Linked DNA regions of Sus scrofa: region 1 is linked to region 2. Evidence: chromatin contacts called from public Hi-C data. All regions are on one chromosome and are shown on one strand. Each heading gives the region's core, a stretch centred on a gene start, on an enhancer-like site or on the middle of the called end of the contact. The rest is flanking DNA. Distances are from core to core; before and after follow the strand shown. Region 1 holds the start of NEMP1 (nuclear envelope integral membrane protein 1). Region 2 holds the start of MYL6B (myosin light chain 6B).

Evidence for each region. A called contact is a pair of places that touch in the nucleus more often than the background predicts.
Region 1: a Hi-C map of heart right ventricle shows a contact between it and region 2, with 2.7 times the contacts expected there. The contact joins the promoter of NEMP1 here to the promoter of MYL6B in region 2. A contact is called at or near these places in 1 of 5 promoter capture datasets (fetal liver) and 1 of 47 Hi-C or Micro-C datasets (heart right ventricle).

What each region holds. Positions count from the first base shown.
Region 1 is chr5:22,384,095-22,391,471 of Sscrofa11.1, forward strand. It overlaps NEMP1 (nuclear envelope integral membrane protein 1), which reads right to left and starts at 6,003. Exons shown (of 9, transcript XM_003481636.4): 1 at 5,862-6,003. The coding sequence starts at 5,988.
Region 2 is chr5:21,552,496-21,559,829 of Sscrofa11.1, forward strand. It overlaps MYL6B (myosin light chain 6B), which reads left to right and starts at 1,856. Exons shown (of 8, transcript XM_003126266.3): 1 at 1,856-2,247; 2 at 3,566-3,833; 3 at 4,561-4,588; 4 at 4,807-4,950; 5 at 5,340-5,513; 6 at 5,999-6,076; 7 at 6,226-6,263; 8 at 6,390-6,500. The coding sequence starts at 3,612. The coding sequence ends at 6,254. LOC106507496 (a long non-coding RNA gene) reads right to left here and starts at 1,971. Exons shown (of 5, transcript XR_002344288.1): 1 at 1,502-1,971. It overlaps MYL6 (myosin, light chain 6, alkali, smooth muscle and non-muscle), which reads left to right and starts at 6,830. Exons shown (of 7, transcript NM_001163997.1): 1 at 6,830-6,863; 2 at 7,127-7,154. The coding sequence starts at 6,861.

The DNA.
Region 1 (7,377 bases), core at 4,753-7,252, 840 kb after region 2:
CAAAGACATAGTAACAGGAGAATGCGTACATATTTATCTGTTTTATGTGACATGAAAGCTTTCATAAGGAAATGAAGACCTAAAGAAAGAGTTAGATCTAGTACTGATTTTTTTTTTTTTTTTTTTTTTTTTTTTTTTTTTTTTGGCTGCACCTGCAGCATATGGAAGTTCCACAGACCAGGAATCAAATCCCAGCTGCAGCTGCAACCTATGCCACAGCTGCGGCAACACCAGATCCTTAACCCGCTGTGCCACAGTAGGAACTCCTAGACCTATGTACTTGTATACTGGGTTTGAATGTGGAGGAATATGACAGGTTGAGTATGAGGTGAGTGTAATAAACTGGGAGAAACTGAGCAAGGACTGTTTATTACGATTCTTCTTGGTATCCCTTTATCTTTGAAGGTCAGGATGTTTCTTCCACCAGGTACAGAGAGGGCACCTAGCACATGAGGATGGCCCGTTTCAGGGAAGAAGGGCAAAGGAGGGGAGGTTAGAGTGATCTTCCAGCTTCTGTTGTTTTCTAAAACTCCCTCAGCTTAAGGTATTCAATATGCCAAGGTGCCACACTTCGGAGTAGCATGTCCTGAATGCCATCTATCAGTTCTCACTAGGGTTTAATTCAACAGTAATTTGGATTTCCTCCAAGCCTATTTTTCATAAAATGAAACTTTTTCAAAATCCTATTGATATCTGTCTTACTAGCAAATCCACAAATACACTGAAAGAACACCCACTTACAAATACAGATTGATAGTTTTCTTTCTTCTGAAGCTTAAAACTACTGTACTTACAAATTTAAAAAAAAAAAACAAATAACCAAGAGTCACACTTATTAACCCCACCTCTCTCACAGCACCAAGTATTATAAAACAACACCTCTTTAAGCCCATTATTATCTTCAAGAGGATAGTAAGATATAAATAATGTATTAATAGCACAAGCCATTTGAAAAGCTTAATGCCAAGAAAATGCATCAGTGCTTTTAAACTAACTTTTACATTCTTTAATGTCGTTTTCCTAAAGAAATAAAACTTCATTAAAAAAAACTTTTTAGGAGTTCCTGTCACGGTTCAGTGGTTAACGAATCCGACTAGGAACCATGAGGTTGCGGGTTCGGTCCTCGGCCTTGCTCAGTGGGCTAAGGATCCGGCGCTGCCGTGAGCTGTGGTGTAGGTTGCAGGCACGACTCGGATCCAGTGTTGCTGTGGCTCTGGCATAGGCTTGGCAGCTACAGCTCCAATTAGACCCCTAGCCTGGGAACCTCCATATGCCACGGGTGGGGCCCTAGAAAAGGCAAAAAGACAAAAAAAAAAAAAAAAAGGAAGAAACTTTTAAAAAAAAAAACCTAGTTCTTCCTCTTCCCAAGTTCCACACCATTCAAAGGAAGGCACAGCAAGTACACAGACAAACACAGCTCTCTAACAGCAACCTTCCCACAGAAATCAGCACCTTGGCCAGCCACATCTTTGGAAATTCTTTAAGAGGGAAAATACCCCAATTCAGCCTAAGGGGATAAGCTATAGTTTAAATTGCTAGAAAAAAACAAGAACTACATCAAAATTACCTTAAACACATAAAAGTTGTCAGAATCAGAATGTTCATGTTAGAATCTTGTGCTTCCCATAGCAAAAGGACATAAACACCTTTTTCCCTTCCCCAAATTGAGTCAGCCAGCACGTTAAAAAGCAGAATAAATTAACCATTCCAAAAAATGCTTTCTGAGTCCAATGATCTAGTTCTTCTTGGAAAATGTCTCCTTGGAATTTAGCGAATCACAACTTGCTTACTGTATTTACCTATTAAGCAGCAGCTACTTAAAAGTTAGTAACTTCATATTTACTTATATTCATTACAAACTTACTTTTCACCTACTTTTCAATCAAAAATTCTGTGAAGACCAGAATAGACCCTAAAAATCATGAAAAACATTTTATGAAAAACAATTTCTAATTCTTATGTAGCCTCTACTTCAGAAGTAGAGATCCAGTTCACACTTAAAAGTTTCCTTAAAAACTATCATCTTTAGGAGATTCCCTTGTGGCTCAGTGGGTTTTAAGGATCAGGTATTGTCGTGGTACATATACACAATGGAATATTACTCAGCCATTAAAAGAAATGAAATACCGGCATTTTTAGCAACATGGATGGACCTAGAAATTATCATGCTAAGTGAAGTCATCGATACAATGAGGCACCAACGACAAATGCTTTCACTGACATGTGGAAGCTGAAAAAAGGACAGACTGAACTTCTTTGCAGAACAAATGCTGACTCACAGACATTGAAAAACTTATGGTCTCCGGAGGAGAGAGTTTGGGGGTGGGGGGATGTGCTTGGGCTGTGGGATGGAAATCCTGTGAAATGGATTGTTATGACCATTATACAACTACAGATGTGATAAATTCATTTGAGCAATAAAAAAAAAAAAAAGGATCAGGTATTGTCACTGTTGCAGCTCTGGTAATAGTTGTGGCTATGGCGCAGGACAAGAGAACTCTAAAAGAATAAACCTATCTAAAAAGATAAAGGGAGGGAGGAAAAAAATTAAAGTTCTGCAATAAATACTAGATTATATAATAGTTTACATATTATAAATAGATATATAATAGTATATATAAAATAGATATAAATAATAATATACTGTAAAATATACATATAACTTTAATATATTAAAAAGTTCAATTTATTTATTTTTTTATTATTTTTTTTTCTTGGCCATGTCCACAGCATCTGGAAATTCCAGGGCCAGGGATTAAACCCCCACTATAGCAGTGACCTGAGTCACAACAGAGACAATCCCAGATCCTTTTTTTTTTTTTTAGCTATTTCTTGGGCCGCTCCCACGGCATATGGAGGTTCCCAGGCTAGGGGTCAAATCAGAGCTGGAGCCACTGGCCTACGCCAGAGCCACGCAACGCGGGATCCGAGCCGCGTCTGCAACCTACACCACAGCTCACGGCAATACTGGATAGTTAACCCACTGAGCAAGGGCAGGACCGAACCCGCAACCTCATGGTTCCTAGTCGGATTCATTAACCACTGCGCCACGATGGGAACTCCTTTTTTTTTTTTGCCAGATCCTTTAGCCTCTAGGCCACCACGGAACTACAGGCTACCACGGAACTCCAATGGATTATAAAAGTATACAAAAATCAAAATAAATAGTAATAACAATAAATAGGCGAAGAGCAAAGAACACACACTCCAAAAAAATTGTAAAAGTCTAAACAAAAAATTAAATAACTAATGAACATCTGAAAGATGCTTCCTCACAAATAATGCAAGAAATGCAAAATAAATTAAGATATTACTTTCAGGAGTTCCCATCATGACTGAGTGGAAACAATCCGACTAGTAACCACGAGGATTTGGGTTCGATTCCTGGCCTTGCTTAGTGGGTTAAGGATCCGGCATTGCCATGAGCTGTGGTGTGGGTCAAAGATGCGGCTGGGATCCTGCATTGCTGTGGCTGTGGTGTAGGCCGAAAGCTGTAGCTCCGATTAGACCCCTAGCCTGAGAACCTCCATATGCCATGGGTACAGCCCTGAAAAAGCAAAAAAAAATAAAATAAAATGATACCACTTTCAATCTATCAAATTAGCAAAGATGAGAGCTCCCTTGTGGTCCAGTGGGTTAAGGATCATGTGTTGTCATTGCATGACCCAGGTCGCTGCTATGGTGTAGATTGGATCCCTGGCCTGGGAATTTCTACGTGCTGCAGGTGGGGTCGAAAAAAAAAAAATTAGCAAAGGTGTTTCAGTCTGGAATATCCAATGCTGGCATGGGTGTGGGTCACAAATTTTTTTTTTTTGTCTTTTTGCCATTTCTTGGGCCGCTTCTGCGGCGTATGGAGGTTCCCAGGATAGCGGCTGAATCGGAGCTGTAGCCGCCAGCAACGCGGGATCCGAGCCGAGTCTGCAACCTATACCACAGCTCACGGCAACGCCAGATCCTTAACCCACTGAGCAAGGCCAGGGATTGAACCCGAAGCCTCATGGTTCCTAGTCAGCTTCGTTAACCACTGAGCCACAACGGGAACTCCAGGGTCACAAATTTTTAACAAGATGTTTCAAGGATCTTAAACATGTTTTGATGGAGTTCCCATCGTGGCTCAGTGGTTAACGAATCCGACTAGGAACCATGAGGTTGTGGGTTCGATCCCTGGCCTTGCTCAGTGGGTTAAGGATCCGGCGTTGCCGTGAGCCATGGTGTAGGCTGCAGACACAGCTCGTTTCTCGCGTTGCTGTGGCTCTGGTGTAGGCCGGCAGCAACAGCTCTGATTCGACCCCAAGCCTGGGAACCTCCATATGCCATGGGTGCGGCCCTAAAAAGACATAATACCCAAAAAACCCAAAAAACAAAACATGTGGAAACAGACCAAAAGAAAGTGTGTTTTAATGGACTGCCTCTGAATGGAATCAACAGTGAGTGCTTTCTCTACCTCTTTATACTTAATTGTGCTTGCCATATAGTTTAAAATAAACTCCCGTTATTTTTATAATCAAATTTTTCAAAAACCTCCAGAGAAAGAACTCCCTGCCTTTTGAAGTATTCCATTTTTTTAGATACCTCTCAGTTTTGGAAAGTTCTATTCTATTACATGACTGTCTCTGCAGCTGCCACCTATATGATCTTCTAGGCCATAAAGAACATTTATCCCGAGTTTACCTTTCTCCTGTTTCTGTCCTCATTAAAGTAACTTTGAGCCTGTTAACTACTCAATGATTATGTAGGAGCATTTTGATACACATGTGTTCTTTCATCTCCGTAATACACAACTTCTAAGGACAAACATCTAGCCAGAGTTCATTCAGATCATATGCAGCCCTTCAAATGTTACTGTGGGCTCTGCCTCTGGAAAGTACCTTCCTGGATACTTTCTCCCCTCTCCCTAAAAAATACCGTTTCAGAAGGACGTTGCACCTTGGAACTAGTTATATGGATCCTGAGACAACCTTAAAGCTGCAGCTAAGGATAATCATAAGTGACAGCAAGAGATAGGCAGCAAAGGACGGGAGAGGTAAGAAGTCATGTGCATTTAGGAGATAAGATTATCCTTAACCCCATGAGTCTGAACTCCGTCCAGTGGATGTTTGGAAACCTCATTCATCTTTCTGTTGTGCATTTATGAAGGGTACAAGGGAGGTTTTACAAACACATTCTAGGTTTTCTGGATTCAAGTGGAAAAGGAAAACAATGTCATGACAGTCCAAAACCAATGATCCAGTAACGGCAACCAAGTAAATCATCTTGAGAAATGAATAAATTTCCGAATATATTAGATACTGAATAGCGTTTGTATCTTTTTTTGGTAACGGGAATTTAACAACTCCAGGTCGGTTCTATAGGGCCAGAATCTTAAGGGGCAGAAATGACAGATACTGACAGAGATCACGGCTTTTCAGGGAACTATATCTGCTCGGCTACCCCGACCTGAGTCCTGATAGCATACGCTCATGTGTTGCTCATCTGTTGAATGAATGGGATGCTGCTCCCTTTCCAGCTGCAGCTCTGCCTGCCCATTCGGTCTTCGAGTCACCTTCCTTTTAACCAAAAAAGTTAAGGAGGCCCGCACAGCGCGACGCAGCCCCAGGACCAATTCTCACTCAGTTCAGGCCTCCCGGTCTCTGCCAAAAGGCTCCAGGCTTCTCCCCACTCTAGGTAGCTCCCCCAGGCCGCCTCAGGGCCCCGGCTCCTCAGTGCCGGCGCCCATTCACCGAGGATGAAGATTTTTTTCCTCTGCACCACGTCCTTGCCCCCTCTGCAGAAAAACGGCCAGCGCCCCGCAGACACTCCCCACTTTTCTAAATATAACCCCTCGGCACCCGCCCCCTCGGCAGCTGCTGCCCGGGCGGTACCTGAGCCGCAGACCAAGCAGCCGGAAAGGACCAGGAGCAGCCACACTGCCCCACAGCCCCCGGACCGCCAACTCCAGGGCCCGGAACCAACTGCCGGCAAGACCGCCACTTTCATTCCTCCCGCCATGGTCGCCACACGCCGCCTCTTCCTCACGTGCCTCTCCCCGGCAACTAACCCGGAACAGGCAGGGCCAGCAGCCTATCCGCTACAAGACCCGCCCCCTACCAACCAATCGGATGGGCGGGGCTTCGAGCACTCCGTTGGTTACGGATCCTATAGTCCCGCCTCTCAGCAACTGACGCGAGAGGGCGGGAAGAAGCAGCTTTCAGCCTATTAGAAAACGGGTCCTCACCTTAGTAATGGCGACAGGAAGATCCCACCCCTTAACAACATGCTTCCGTCTCCAGTTTATTTACAACTAGAGTGATTGATGGTAAGCATAACCAATACGAAATTAGAATGGGCGAGGCCCTCTTTACCAAATGATAATTTCCATGGAATCTATCTCAGGTTCCTTGTTTTCATTCGTTCCCTTTTTACCATGATCTTTTTGTTGTGGGAAGCTTAAGTAAGAGGACTGTGTTCTCCAAAGTCCTAAATGATTTAAAATAGAAATGTTACGCACAAAAAATTGTTTTGACAGTTTTGTAAGGAATAAACATTAACGTTTAAAAATTCAGTCATAGGCTGGGAATCTGGGGTTGATAATGCAAACTATTGCATTTGGAGTGGATAAACAATGAGATCCTGCTGTATAGCACAGGGAACTACATCTAGTCACTTATGATGGAACATGATGGAGGAAAATATGAGAAAAAGAATGTGCATATATATATATATATATATATATATAGGTCACTTTGCTGTACGGTAGACATTGACAGAACACTGTAAACCAACTATAATGGAAAAAATAAAAATCATTAAAAAAATACAGTCATAGAGTGGTTGGTAGAGGTTTGTGTTTTTTTGTTTGGTTTGTTGGTTGGTTGTTTTGAAAGCAAAATGCATGCAAGGATTAAGAGAAATTTGTTTCTTCCTCACGACATCCTGTGAGATAAATAGCTTTATTTATTTTTTAATATCATGATTTTTATTTTTTTCTATTATAGCTGGTTTACAGTGTTCTGTCAGTTTTCTACTGTACAGCATGGTGACCCAGTTACACATACATGTACACATTCTTTTTTCTCACATTATCATGCACCATCATAAGTGACTAGACACAGTTCCCAGTGCAAATAGCTTTATTTATGAAGAAGCCAAGGCTAAGACAGGTAAAGGAACTTGCCCAAGATTTCATAGCTCATTGGGCTGGGCTGTGGTTCCTTAACCACTGAGCAAGGCCAGGGATCGAACCTGCAACCTCACGGTTCCTCATCCTATCCATTTCTGCTGCACCACAACAGGAACTCCTGCTGGAAGTCTTTCTGTGCATCAGGTGCTTCTCCTTAAATGACTTATACAGTGAGGGCCTAGCAGAGTACCTAGCACATAACAGGTGTTCAGTAAATG
Region 2 (7,334 bases), core at 606-3,105:
AACGGGAACTCCTCTGGGGTGTTTGTTCTTGTCTTTTTAGGGCCACACCCACAGCAATATGGAGGTTCCCAGGCTAGAGGTTGAAGCAACACTGGATCCAAGTCTTGACTTATATATACCACAGCTCACGATAACGCTGGATCCTTAATCCACTGAGCGAGGCTAGGGGTTACCCTGTGTTCTCAGGGATGCTCGTCAGACTTGTTTCTGCTGAGCCATGATGGGAACTCCATATGCTAAACCCATCGTGTTTTATAAAGATTAACACACTGAATACTCCCAACAGCACTGTAGGTACCCACTACCTACAGGATAGGTATTACTATTATTTTATAGATGAAGGAACTTAGGCACAGTAAGATATATAAACTTGCTGGAGGTAAGTACCTTGAAGACCCTAGATTCAAATTTAAGTAGGCTGGGAGTTCCCGTTGTGTTTAAGTGGAAATGAACCCGACCAGTATCCATGAGGATGTGCATTCGATCCCTGGCCTCACTCAGTGGGTGGGGATCCGGGGTTGCCATGAGCTGCAGTGTAGGTCACAGACAAAGCTCAGACCCCGAGCTGCTGTAGCTGCGGTGTAGGCCGGCAGCTGGAGCTCCGATTCCACCCCTAGCCTGGGAACCTCCATATGATGCAGATGTGGCCTAGAAAAAAAACAAAACAAACAAACAAACAAAAATTAAGTAGCCTGAAAAAGAACTCAAAACAATAGCAAATAAAACATCACATTTAAGCAGGCTAGTCTGAATCCACACTCTTTAGCACCCTCTATGGTTCATGCAGTACCTGCTCTGTGGAGACCTTCAGAAATGGTTGCTAACACCCTCCACCTCCTCATCGGTTATTGTTTTTATTATACAATCCATTTCTACTCTTCCAAAAAGCCTTCCCCAACCAGCCAACATCAATTCTGCACTGCCCATTAAGTTCATTTATGCCTCACTCTTCTGACCTCTTGTGGGCTTTCTACTCCCACCCACTGCCTGCAAGCAAGCCCGTGCAAGCCCCAATCTCCAGCATGGTATGCACCTTCAGGGCATTTACTCTTCCATCTAGTAGTAGATCAGTGGGGCTGGGCTGGTTCCTTACCAGCCCAAAGGAGACCTTTCAAAAGCATCTTGGGGGATGTACAACACAGAGAATATAACCAATATTTATAACTATTAATGGAGTACATACAACCTACCTGAAACAGAATATTCTGTACCAACCATACCTCAATTAAACACAAACAAGGAGTTCCCTCTGTGGCTCAGCAGGTTAAGGACACGACGCTACCTCTGTGAGGAGGCAGGTTCAATCTCTGGGCTCACTCAGTGAGTTAAGGATCCAGTTTTGCCACAGGTGATGTAGGTAGCAGATGCAGCTCGGATCCCTGTTGCCCTGGCTGTGGAACAGGCCTCAGCTGTAGGTCCAATTGGACCCCCCCCCCTCGCCTGGGAACTTCAATGTGCCACAGGTGCGACCATTAAAAAAAAAAAAAATCTAAAAAACAACCAGCCATCCACGGGAAAGAGATGTCCAATGCTGGGCAGAGATGTCTCAGAGTCAAGAGCTGGAGAACGCAGGCCTCCACTCCAAAGAGACCTGTGAAGAACAGAAAGGGTGCCTGATGCATACGCGGCCGCAGAATGGAGAAACTTCAACTCGGACTGCGGCAGGTTAGCCGGCTTAATTCCAAATTTTAACGTTTACTTCAACTACCAGTTCACTTCAAACAAACAACTTTACTGTTCCAAGTCATACAGCCACTCAATGGCCTCTATTTTCTACCGAACTGCAACAGGAAGCTAAACTGACCTAACCACTCGGCCCGGGGCCGTTAAGTGCTTCCTGAGCTACCTGACCTTCTATCTGAGCCTGGGGCAGCTACAACCCTTCCGCTGCTTCCGCGTTCTCACAGCGAACTCAGGAAAACAGCTCCGCCCACACTAAACAGTGAACTCAGGGCCAAACAAGGGAGATATTCTGAAGGGCCGCGCACGTTTTGAGAGTCAGTGAAAAGTACTTTTTCCGGGATAAGAAACGCGCCCCAAACATACTGAGTCACCAACCGCCGCTTCGGGCCGGAAGCCACCGCACTAACACCGCCCCCCTTACGTAGTTAAGCGGAGTTTCCCGTGAGCCTCCGGGCGCGCGCGAGGACTACGATTCCCGGCATGCTCGGTGGCTGGCGAAATTAACCCTTCAGGGACTGCGGCTGCCCTTCGCCCCGCCTCCTCCTCTTACCTGGACCCCTCAGGGTGAGTTTTTGGGGCTTTGGGGAGGGACTCTTTCCTTTATTTAATATTTAGGGTGTGTGTATGTGAGTGTGTGTGTGTGTGGTGTGTGTGTGTGAGAGAGAGAGAGAGAGAGAGAGAGAGTGATGTGCTTATTTTCCTAAAATGAGGCAATTGGCAGTAATGAGATTCAGAGACTTTTTTGGAGTGGGAGACCCAGCATCAACTCTCTGAACCCCAGGACCTAAGTGGGATCACTCTTATCTTCCTCGGAATGCTGTTTAAATCGTCTCTTTCTTTAACCCCAGAACAAAACTAGCCAGTGACGCCCCCCCCCCCACCCCATATGCCCGGACTTCGACTCTACCCCAGCGCTCCCAGCAAGGTTTGTAATCTGGCAACCTAGTCTGGAGGTTTTATTATCCCTCTGGTTGGGAATGAGTACTCATGGAGGCCAAAGGGCCTCCCACGTCCTTTTGGATTAGAGATTTTAGAAATTAAGCCCTTTGCCTCTCAGAGCCTGCCCTTCCCCCCAGGTGCAAGGAGCCCCTGCAGGTTCAGACACCCTACTTGTGTCTGACCTGAATGACCATAGGTTTGTGGACAAGTGTTCCTTCCTTGGGAGTATGGATGGTGGGTGTTAAACTGTCCTTGCCCGCATCCCCGCTCCTTAAACGTTTAACACTGGGTACAGGAACAATCGGAGGGGGAGGTCACACTCTTCTCTTACTATTCTGTCTCTATTTTGTACACAGTTCCAGTTCTGGGCTGGCAGGAAGAGGGTTAGAGAATTACAGTATTCAGGATTATGAAGCTGTGGGATCCACTATCCCTGCTTCTCATCCATGGTCAGAGAGGAGCAGAGAGTCTGCTTGTTTTTTTCACCTTTCACTACTCCCAGACCCCACTTTAACAATCACAGTTCACAAGGCCCCCATCCCTGCTTCAGCCTTCAAGAGTCTAAAGCTGCTAGGAAAAAGGGCTCTTCTGAGTCAGAGGGTTGAGGGCATTGAATGCCTGGATCTCCTTCTTTGCCTCACCCCTATTTTACTGTTTGTCACTGGCAAGCATCCTATCCTCACCCCGGAGGTTAACTCCCCCATTCTGGGCAGTCTCTGGCTTCCTCCCCCTGCCCCCAAAGGGGCCATTGTTCTGGTCAGCATTTGGGGCCAGGTGGACAGAAGGGAGAAGACCTTGGGGCAGGAGTCCTGAACCATAGGAGGCCAGGGGAGTGAGGGCAGGCCAGCATATCTCTCCTCTATCTCACCCTCCCCATCGCCAACTGGCTCCCTGCCCCTGCCCCCGCCCCTTGACATCCCAGACTCCCTGGCTATTTAAACAGAGATGGGTGCCCCCATCGGCACACTGTCCTTTGGCCACCGGACATCATGCCTCCCAAGAAGGATGTTCCCGTTCCCGTGAAGAAACCAGTGGGGCCCCCTAACCCCAAGCCTGCTGCGCCTGCTGCCAAGCCAGCAGCAGGGGCCCCTCCAGCCAAGCCACCACCAGCGTCAGCGTCAGCGCCAGCACCAGCACCAGCACCAGCACCAGCTGTCCCTTCAGCCTCTGCGAAGATCCAGGAGCCCCCCGTCGATCTCTCCAAAGTGGTGGTGAGTCCCTGGAAAGTGAGAAAAGAATTTGGAGGGAGTGGTAAAGGGTGGGATTCAGCCTAGAGGACTAGGGGGTATCTAGAAGGTAGGGAATCAGTAAGCACTGGATGATAGCGGGGGTTTCCCTTCGTCCCCTATTTGGAAGGATTCAGGGTCATGACTCTGCTATTGTCTTTGTTGAGCTCTTCCTCTAATCTATAACACGTTCTGTGTACGTATATACACACACATTCTCACTGACCCTCCTGCTGGAGGCAGGGACTGTGAGATGGGGAACATCTGGGTTCTGAGGACAGTTTCAAGGTGAAGGGAGGGAGCTGCTGCCGGCCCCTGGCTGACTGTTCAACACGAAAGGCCACAGCTCTGAACCCCAGGAAGGAAGGCTGAAGAGGACAGACTTGTTAGACAATCACAGCTGGGGGCCAGGGGTAAATTTAGCCTTTGTTCAGCCCCCAGTTATGTGAGGGATGCAGGGCTCAGGGCAGTAGAGGGAGGGGAACAGGTGGCATGGGATTAACCCTGTTCCCAGGAAACCCTCCCCCCAATAATTCCTCCTCTTGGGATTCTCCCAAGGTCTGGAGCTGGGAATGGGACTGAGGTGGCTGGGCTCCCAGCCTGGTCCCTTTGGGCCCCTCCCCAGAAGTGGTTGCCAGTTGGTCGGGAGGAGTGCTGGAGAGAGATTGAATAAGCCCTGTCATCCCTCCTCACCTGCTCTTTTCTTCCACAGATCGAGTTTAACAAGGACCAGCTGGAGGGTGAGGAGAAGCTGGTCCCCTGAGCCCACTGTCCATCCCAAGCCCCTGGTCAGATCCTCTTTCTATTCCCCTAACTCCAGTCCCGACCTTGAAACCTGCAACACCAGTGCTCTTTGTGTTCCCTGTGCTGCCCAGCTCAAGCACATAGTTTCTAACTCTTCTTTCTTCTGATGGTGATGGGAACCCCTTGTCAACACTGACCCCTCCTTATACTTCAGAGTTCAAGGAAGCCTTCGAGCTGTTTGACCGAGTAGGGGATGGCAAGATCCTGTTCGGCCAGTGTGGGGACGTGATGAGGGCCCTGGGCCAGAACCCCACCAACGCCGAGGTGCTCAGAGTCCTGGGGTACCCCAAGAGTGATGGTGAGGGGACCCCTGGAACAATGAGGGTTTTCAGTTTAGTGGTGGAACCGAGGAATGTGGGTAAGGTGACAGAGGATGCTGAGGTGGGTCCCCGGACTTCTAAAGCTGTCAGACCCAGGGGCAGAAAATCATCCTGAATGTTGAACAAATAAAATCCTTAGTGGGGAGTTCCCTTGTGGCACAGCAGGTTAAGGATCCGGCATTGTCACCACAGCCCCCTGGGTCGCTGCTGTGGCACAGGTTTGATCCCTGGCCTGGGAATTTCCACATGCTATGGGTGTGGCCAAAAAAAAAAAAAAAAAAAGAAAGAAAAGAAATTCGTGGTGGGGATGAGAGCTAAGTCCTAGGTGACATCACAGTGACCTCACCTTCACCTCTCTGATCTGCAGAGCTGAAGACCCGACGTATAGACTTTGAGACTTTCCTGCCCATGCTCCAGGCAGTGGCCAAGATCCAGGGGCAAGGCACATACCAGGACTACCTGGAGGGGCTTCGCGTGTTTGACAAAGAGGGGAACGGCAAAGTCATGGGAGCAGAGCTCAGACATGTCCTCACTACCCTGGGTGAGGCAGGGACCAGAACTGTGGGGTGGAGAGGAGGGGGTGAACCAAGAAGAAGGTTAGCCAAGCAGGCAGAGCCAGGGAGGGATTACTGTCCTGGAGGTCATGGGCAGAAGACCGAGAAGGTCAGAGCCTGCTTCTGGGGTACAGATGCCTCCCAAAGGGCAGAGGAAAGGGGATGAGATGGGAGATCTGAGCTTCTATTTTGGAAGAGATGGTTGGCCTCTGTGATATGGTATGTGTCTCTTAATCCTCTGAAATTCAGTTTCCTTGTCTGTGGAGCTTTCACCAGGTGTAACTGAGGTGAAATGGAAAGCAAGATGCTGGGAGGCATTCAAGGCATGCGCATTACAAGGACAGGATTCTCTTGGGGGACTGTTGCTATGGGCAAGTCTCCAGGGTGGGAGAAGAGGTACCACCCAGAAGAATGAGGCCTGGGTTGATGAGGGAGGGAAGGCAGGGGCTAAAACGCTGTGTCTGGGGTTTAGGAGAGAGGATGACTGAAGAGGAGGTGGAGACAGTTCTGGCAGGACATGAGGACAGCAACGGCTGCATCAACTATGAAGGTGAGCGGCTAGGAGCTGAAGAGACAGGGGAAGAGGGGAAGCATGAGGCTCCTCGTATGTGGGGGCGCGTCCTGTGGCCCAAATTATCTAAAGTCAGATGGATTATCAAGACCATCTTCTGAAGCCCCTCTTGCCTCCTCTCTCTGCAGCCTTCCTGAAGCACATCCTGAGCGTCTGAGCTCTACAGGTAGGGCCCTCCCACTTCGCCTTGTGAGGCCAGCCTGCTTCCCTTCCCTCTACCAGAGACATACGTTTCCACGTCCTGCTGCGCGCTTGAGCTCCAGGATTTGGCAACGTTCATCTTTTTCCACAGGTGCAGTGGGGCTCGACAAGGAGTCCCCCTACCCCTCGCGGGCGAAAGCAAGTTCCTGCCGCTAGGAGGCCACCTATTGTTTCAAAATAAAGTGACGGTTCCTCCCCTAAACCTCCGACTCTTGCTTTCTTCAGAGGTGGGGGAGGGAAGGAAGGAAAGGGAGGGATCTCCTCTCCCAAATCCGACATCCCCCGATTTTCCTGCGGCTCGCAGGAGGAGATTCCTTGCGCCCCACCCCACCCTCCTCTGCGGTTTCTGTGCCCCGGGTAGGACTATTCTGAAAAATGAGCCGCAGCGGGCCCCGCCCACCTCCTTACTAATGTAGCAGCAGCATCTGCATAAGACCGGGCCAGGATCCCTATTGGCTGGGTCAACGGAGGGTGACGTCATTGGGACGTACTAAGACTAGGGTTGGGCCGAGAACCGGAGCCATTACTGCAGGAAAAGGTCCCGCAGAGCCAAGCAGTCAAGATGGTGGGGCCCGGGGCTGGGAGGATGAGCGGGATTGGGGGCGAGAGGCGGGAAGCCGGGGGTAGGGGGCGAAGAGAAGGCAGAAGGTAGGGGGCAAAGGGACTTGAGGGTTGGAGGTGGGGTTGGAGATGTTGAGAGCCTGCCCTGCTGGGAAGCGAGAGTGCCCAGGATGGAACAGGAGTTCGTGGTTCAGAGTTCTTGGGACGGGGCTGGAAGCTTGGGGGATTGGAGTTAAGATGCTGATCGCTCCCCTCTTCTCCGAGCAGTGTGACTTCACCGAGGACCAGACCGCAGGTAGGTAATCTCTGACCCCGCTGAGGTCATGCTTAGGGAGAGGGACATTCCTTCTAGCACCTACCCCCTACCTGTCATTTCTTCAGCACCCACAAGGGAGTACCTCGTGGATTCCCTTCTCCCTCCTTCTGGGCCTCCATTTTCTTTTCTCAATCTTTCTTCCTCCCTCCCTTTCTACTC